2 separate regions of the Bombyx mori genome follow, and region 2 is linked to region 1. The links are chromatin contacts, called in public Hi-C maps. All regions are on one chromosome and are shown on one strand. The core of a region is the stretch at or near the end of the contact, and the rest is flanking DNA. Distances in the headings are between cores, read along the strand shown. Region 1 overlaps LOC101735576. Region 2 holds the start of LOC101735576.

Region 1 (4,231 bases), core at 217-2,716:
GGAAGCGACAAGTCGATGTATCTTTATGAGTGCGCTTTAAAACATTCATTGAGGATTTTGATGATGATAATTTTTTTTTACTGTTTTTACTAACAATTTTTATTTGAGACTAGCTGACCCGGCAGACTTCGTAGTGCCTCAGTCGATAAATAAAAGACCTAAACTTTTGTATAAAATAAACTTAAAACAAACAAAAGGAATTTTGATATTTATCTACCTTTTAAACCTTCTCTGGACTTCTACAAATAATTCAAGACCAAAATTAGCTAAATCGGTTCAGCCGTTGTCGAGTTTTAGCGAGACTAACGAACAGCAATTCTTTTTTATATGTATAGATACCTATATAAATTATTCTACTTTAAGGATAAGAATTTTAATTGGACATACTTTGTTTTTAAGATGTTATTGACAAAAATTGACAAATAATAGTCGTCGTGGCCTAAAGGATAAGACGTCCGGTGCATTCGTGTTGAAGCGATGCACCGGTGTTCGAATCCCGCAGGCGGGTACCAATTTTTCTAATGAAATACGTACTCAACAAATGTTCACGATTAACTTCCACCATCCTTCCATCTTCTTAATTTAAAAAAATATATAACTGTACAAACTAAATAGTTATATATTAAACAATTTATATAATATTATTCATTCAGGAAGCTAGTGAATCGTAGGGTGGAGCTTGAGAATTTATCGATACATTTACGTTCACAGTCACGAGGCTCTAGCGTTGCGGAATGTACCTATCGATATTTCGTTATCGATATAATGCAAATTTGTTTTTTTTGTTATGAATCGTAACTGAATCGATTTTTTAATGGAAATCATTTATGAGCCCATCTGCTGATAGTTGGTTACCCAAGTATATAGAAACCGTTGGCTATAGTTTGCCGTTTGAAGATATATTAAAACATCGGAATGATTAAACCACGCCACCCACCTTGAGATATAATCAAGGTGGGTGGCGCAATTAAGTTGTAGATGTCTATGGGCTCCACTGCTTAACACCAGGTGGGCTTAACCACTTAATCATTGCTAACCTAAGGAGCTATTCCAACTACGCGCAGACCGGTAGAGTAACTCGCGGGCTCAACCTGAAGGAATGGCTCACACTGGCCCTATCAAGAGCAGTGCTTCTCTGAACCTACTGCCAGAATCTCGACCCACTGAGAAAATCCGGCGAGAAACTCAGTGGCTCGTGTTTATTGATTAGTAACTCGTTGAACTCTAAAGACACAACTCTGAATACACGGGCGAATACTGAAAACATTACCAAGGATAATAAGTATATTAAATTGGCATACGACCTACCTGGTAAGACCTGATTACTGTCATCGATAATCATCATCAATTCCAAGAGCTCAGCGAAACTGCTCCCTACCTAATTAACATTTATCGCATCAATCGTGGATATAGAGAATCGATAATTTACATAGTACATCACTAGCCCGCATATTGTCGTGACGCAAGGACGTGAGCGCCTCCGTTCGTGTGACTAATCAAGATGACGTGATCGCGTATGACCTTTACATAATCATAGTTTATATACATATGTATAATAATATATAATTCAAAGAAATTTAATTCTATCTCAAATTTATCTACACGAAAGAATAAATAAATAAATAAATAAATAGTCAGTTAATGGTCATCAAAAGTCCCGGAAGTGGTACTACTTTGAAAAAACGAGCTAACGACTATTATGTATTTATCTCAGTATCTGTAGGTATGCATTTGTGTAGCTTAAATACATCTCTCTGTTACGTTATCACGGCCAAATTGATTTTAACGAGATTCGGTATGAATTGGGAAATCGTTCAAGCCGTGGGAAGGATATAGGTGGTCTTTCATCCTACGACTCTCCCCGGGACTTAAAATGTAGTCCACGCAAGTAGATTACACTTTACGTCTTTAGTGGACTACACCATGCAAGTATTGAAGTCGTCCTGGCCTAAAGGATAAGACGTCCGGTGCATTCGTATCTAGCGATGCAACGGTGTTCGAATCCCGCAGGCGGGTACCAATTTTTCTAATGGAATCCGTATTTAACAAATGTTTACGATTGACTTCTACAGTGAAGGAATAACGTCGTGTTATAAAAATCAAATCCGCAAAAATATAATTTGCGTAATTACTGGTGGTAGGACCTCCTGTGGGTCCGCACGGGTAGGTACCACTACCCCGCCTATATCTGCCGCGAAAAATAATGCTTTTCGGCTTAAAGGTCGGGACACCCGTTCTACTGTTGAAGACCTAGAACTTACGTCTCAAGCCAGCAGTTACGTTATCGAAGTGTATGTGTTCGGGTAACCAATTGATGACGACCAGTTTTTCGTTTCTCCTTCGTCTTCTTATTAGCTCTTTCACTATTGATAGAGAGGCCCTGTATGTACGCCTTTATGTACATACAGGATGACTCTGTACTGTACACCTTTATGTGGTATTTAAGCAACCTTGATTTTTAATACGCTTTTATTAGCTTCAGACGTATGTATGTAACGGAATCTTTGAACATGATTTTGACCTCCTTCAAAACGGCGGATTAACTCGAAATTTGGTATACTTATTAAGGACCGATGAAAGTTCAATATTTAAAAAAAAATTTAAAAAATTGAAATTCGACTAAACAATGAAAAATAAATAATATTTAAAAAAAAACTAACGACATACGCTTTTATAGAAAATCCAACTAAAAACAGACAATAAGTTTAGTAAATTTGTATTAAAAATAGAAAAAATGATTTTATTGTAAAAAAAACCGTGGGGTGCATGGTATCAGTAGTTATAAATATTTTATGAACATATATGAGTACATTAACATTAGAGAAACGTTATTAGTTTTTTTAAACTATTATTATTTTTTTCTTTTATTGAATCATAAACAGTCTACAAATACCGACGTCCTTTTTCGCCTCTCTCCAGTTCCAGTAATCCATGTTTCATCCGTCTGCGATACCTAGTATAATCTAATGCTGTAAAGAACTTTATTTATCAAGTTACTGGTGGTAGGACCTCTTGTGAGTCCGCACGGGTAGGTACCACCGCCCCGCCTATTTCTGCCGTGAAGCAGTAATGCGTTTCGGTTTGAAGGGTGGGGCAGCCGTTGTGACTATACTGAGATCTTAGAACTATATCTCAAGGTGTGTAGCGCATTTACGTTGTAGATGTTTATGGGCTCCAGTGACCACTTAACACCAGGTGGGCTGTGAGCTCGTCCACAATTTTAAGCAATAAAAAAAAATATAAAAAGTTAAATAGGTGAATTCATTTCCAAACACACTTTAAGCTCGCAACGAAAACATCGTTCAGTTTTTTTTTATTCACGGCTTTTATCGAAATGATTTAATCAAATAGTTTTTATAGCTGTTTCATTGTTCTCCGTTATCTGTTCGCAACAATAGAAGGAAACCATACGTTTATTTAGGACTAATGTTTGTTTTCAACTTAATATTTGAATGTTGGATCTCTGGATTGTCCTCTCACGGGTATTGTGGTTTTTGTGCGGATAAAATCAACACTATATATCCGAATAGTCACTTCGACATTATTTATTTGATTTAACGTAATATATATCTACCTAGAATTCATAAAAATCAAAATCATTTGTGTTTTAATCGAATTATCAAATGTGTACAAATACAAACCTCCCTCTTGCGATGATAAACTTGGAATAGATTCATGTTTGTTGTTTAAATCAAAATGACTCGCTTTAGGCAAAACAAGAGATATTTAACATCCCGAAATTTAATATTGAGTCGACATAGGTCAACTCACAAACTCATAGGCAACAACTACGAATGCTTTCACCCAACTTGAGACGTCTGAGGTGGAATTCTCAATTGAATTTTATAACAACTGTTCCACCCTTCAAACCTATAGGGGTGTACATAAAAAAAATTAACGCTCTTTTGTCCATAGAGATGGAAAGAGTTCTTTGATTCGGATGGTACGGTAGATGGCGCGCGAGTCATTTAAATAAATCGATTTTTTTCGTAGAACCAATGACGGCCCTTTCAGAGACCGAACTTCACTAGCGTTATCGCAGTGATACCTATACTTGACAATTCTGATGAGAAAAACAATTCCAAGTGGGTGACTATTGACTATTTATCATTAAAGAAAACTTTTAAAGCAGTGGGCAGACCAGGCCCTGAGATTGGGACTCACACACTTAACGCTTCTTCGTGTAACGATTACATAAAGCACTTGGCGGCTATTGTCGAAGAGGTCATAT
Region 2 (3,760 bases), core at 477-2,976, 59 kb before region 1:
TGCTGACATCATCTCCGTTTTCTGCGTTCCACTAGACTCATCCTGCGGATTCGTTCGAAATTAAAACGAATCTGAATATTGTTTGTTGTACATTTTGTTGCTACACCACTCTGTTGTTGTTGTAGATAAACAGACAATGGTCACTACCCACACGGTCTTAAGTGACCTATAAATATCACAAGCTCATATCAGTTTGGTGCCACCAAAAAAACTGTATATAAGTCTAGTTTGAAAGAATGACGTTATAGCTTAAAATTAGTTTTCATTATCACAACTCAAACGTATGCATAACAAAATCATTAAAACTAAAATAAGTTCAGTATAGCTAGCTAGTTATTGCATGGAGTAAAATTTCAAAAGCACGCGGCTTTTTAGCGATTGTCTAATGAAAGCTTCCTCAGACGATCGCGATTTTTTTTAGGATTGAAAGATTACTGTTGGCTCGTAGGCCTTTCCAGTTTCACCAGGACAGGTGGGCGAGCAAAGGCTCAGCCAGGAGGGATGGGATTTGCTAACAACCGCCCGAGTGCCTCCGAAGGAGACCTAACAACTCAAGAGCGGCTGCTTCGCGAATGAATCTACTACCGGATCGGAATCGCGACCCGCTGAGAAGATCCGGCGAGAAACTCAGCGGGCTGATGCATGGGTTAGGTTGCACGTCGACCTCTTTGTCGAGTTCGACGAGTACAGTTACCGGGGTCCCTAAGCCTGCTCCTAGTGTTAGAGCTGAAGGCGTCTAATGCAAAGGTTATTGGATCTGATGGATCTGTAAGGACGTGATGATCGCGATTCTGATCCGGTAGTAGATGCGTTCGTGAAGCAGCTGCCTTTGAGTTGTTAAATCTCCTTCGGAGGCGCTCGGGTAGCTGTTAGCCAATCCCACCCTCCCGTCTGAGCTTAGTACGTGTGAACTTTAAAGCTCAATTGCATTTTTAGATGATCGCCCAACTGAGATCTCAAACACGGATCCGCAAAATAATAACAATAACATATACTCGTAAATAATATGTAGTTTAACTTTAAGAAAAAAGTCTTAAGTAGCGAACTGATCCGAGTTAATACCATACCGGTTAGAATGTCCTTTTCTTTGTCCTAGAATGTCCTTGTCATAGTCCTTGATGCATTTAGATTGATTTTTACGATTACACGATATATTTCTTCATCGCTAATTGTTTTTTTTTATTATTACTTCAAATTAATTTTAAAATATTATTTATCCTGTGCAATTGCCCCTTTCCGGGCTGCCTGGAAGAAATAGTTCTAAGCAATAAAGCGGCCAATTTTAATTACATTACAATTGCAAATCAATTGTTACACTTTAAAGTTTACTTACCTGTGTTACAACAAATACTTACTTATCTGTAATATTGTGACTAACAGATAAACATACCAAGCCAAATAATGTGTAGAAACCAAGGTATCGGTTATTCCAATAATATTTTAATAGATTCGACTCGCAAACAATGTTAAGGTGAACGAAAACTAACCCTATTTCTCGAAACGCATAAGCTATTTTTCTATGCCCTAATTTGTTTACTCACGCCTTTTGAGTTTCGTATCCTTCAGTATTCCAATAATAAGTTTAAAATAATTTACTCAATAAACAAATAAATCGACCATAAATACGAAACAACAAAATCGTTTATCCTTTACCGAACACAATACACTAAAGCCTTTTCAGTTCTGACGAGCACAACATATTCCGATATTTTAATAATCATCTGTAGACCAAAACCGCCTCTCACGCCGAGAGATAGAGGCGTAACTTGTTTGCATGTTACTGCGTGCTTAGGTCATTTTGTTCGTGAACTAACGTCGACAGGTACGGGCAGTTTGCGCCCGCGCACACTCCTCAACTTAACCAGTACAAATCCGACGTCAGAACGCGTGGTCGCTATGCGAGCCAAAACGAACGCTATCGAAAAAAAAAACGAACCCAAAAACGTCTCATAACAAAATCTCTAGTTCGGTTTTTCCGTATACAAAACAAAAAACTGACACTGATTATGTTTATTCTTCTTGTGCCCAACGAAATGTGGTTTTAGTGTGCAAGCACTGTGTGTCCTGTGTTTTTATGTGTCCAAAGCACGACGGCTTCTTTAAAGCTCAGGATTTAAACTTAAAAACAGGTGAGCGTTTTTATTCGAACTAAAATACATTACTTAACTAACACATTTGAACGTCAAGGAAGTGTCCAATACTATAATCATGAGACGACCTTGGACAGTGAGCAAATGAAAAAATACGTAGTTGAACTTCAAACTGTAGATATATTAGGAATGCGCTTAAACTATTAGGGCCATTGTTGAATAGTGTATTTTTTGGCAACATTAACAGAAGTAGTGGTACTACTCTGAATTGAATGTTACCAATAATTATTTCGACTTAAAATTCAAAGTGTAGAGATATTAGAAATGCGCTTAAACTATTAGGGCCATTGTTGAATAGTGTATTTTTTGGCAACATTAACAGAAGCAATGGTACTACCCTGAATGGATTGTTACCAATATCTATTTCGACTTATACTTCAAACTGTAGAGATATTAGGAATGCGCTTAAACTATTAGGGCCATTGTTGAATAGTGTATTTTTTGGCAACATTAACAGAAGAAATGGTACTACCCTGAATTGATTATTACCCAAAAATCGTTTCGACTAAGTTCACATCGAAAATAGGCTCTATAAGTCTTCAAAGAGATTAGTAGGTAGGCAGCGGCTTGGCTCTGCTCCTGGCATTGCTGAAGTCCATGGGCGACGGTAACCACTTACCATCAGTTGGGCCGTACGCTCGTCTGCCTACAAAGGCAATTAAAAATAGATTATCATTAAAGCTTCTATTATTATTATTATTATGTATAAATTTGATTGAAGGGTAAAAGGATTCGTATCGCCATTACTGCCGCACGCATTCCGTAGGGTGGTAGAGTCGTTAGCACAATCGAGAGTTTCAACCTGATGATTCAAAATGGGTTGATCGTTGACTCGATGATCACTTAATACTAGAGCTTTATCATTTCTATTGCTCAGACAGGTGAATGAGCTCACGGCCCACCCGATATTAAGTGTTTACCGGAGCCCCTAGACATAGACAATGTAAATGCCACCATCCACCACGAATCATGGGTTCTAAAAAACGGTTTTGTAATACATCGACTACTCCAGCCTTCAAACTCCCTTGGGGCTGAGCTTTTGCTTGCCCACCTGTCTTAGTGAAATTGGAAAGCCTCCGGACCGCCAGTGATCCGTCACTCACAAAAAACCCTTCAAACCGAAACGCATTACTGCTCCACGGCACAAAAAGACGGGGTTATGTTACCCCGCCTATTTCTGGTGAGTCCGCCTCTTGTGAGTCCGCGCGGGTAGATACCAGCGCCCCGCCTATTTCTGCCGTGAAGCAGTAATTCAGTTTGAAGGGTGGGGTAGCCGTTGTAACTATACTGAGACCTTAGAACTTATAGCTCAAGGTGGGTGGCGCAGTTACGTTGTAGATGTCTATGGGCTCTAGTAACCCCTTAACACCAGGTGGGCTGTGAGCTCGTCCACCCACCTCAGCAATAATATAAAAACGTTATCGTGCGGGCTTCCAAGACGTTATACCACCAAAAATTACGCCAATTATCATTTTTAACGGTTCAACTTTTATTACACAACGGTATCCCTCAGTCGCCGAAATCATTCGTATATATTATGTATTAAGTCTTCTTCTATATCGTTCCCTCACTACTGACGATCGCGACCACATGCGACGTACTTCCACTGT

What was found. A called contact is a pair of places that touch in the nucleus more often than the background predicts.
Region 2: a Hi-C map of middle silk gland shows a contact between it and region 1, with 2.2 times the contacts expected there. The contact joins the promoter of LOC101735576 here to the enhancer-like site in region 1. A contact is called at or near these places in 2 of 7 Hi-C or Micro-C datasets (middle silk gland and whole pupa).

Annotation. Positions count from the first base shown.
Region 1 is chr2:4,272,291-4,276,521 of ASM3026992v2, reverse strand. All of the region lies in intron 4 of LOC101735576, which reads left to right. Among protein-coding and RNA genes, the nearest start is that of LOC101746269, 51 kb to the right of the region's middle. Within about 2 kb of position 1,466, at least 4 of the 8 cell types and tissues checked have open chromatin away from gene starts, as enhancers often do.
Region 2 is chr2:4,332,395-4,336,154 of ASM3026992v2, reverse strand. LOC101735576 reads left to right here and starts at 1,726. Exons shown (of 10, transcript XM_038015434.2): 1 at 1,726-2,129.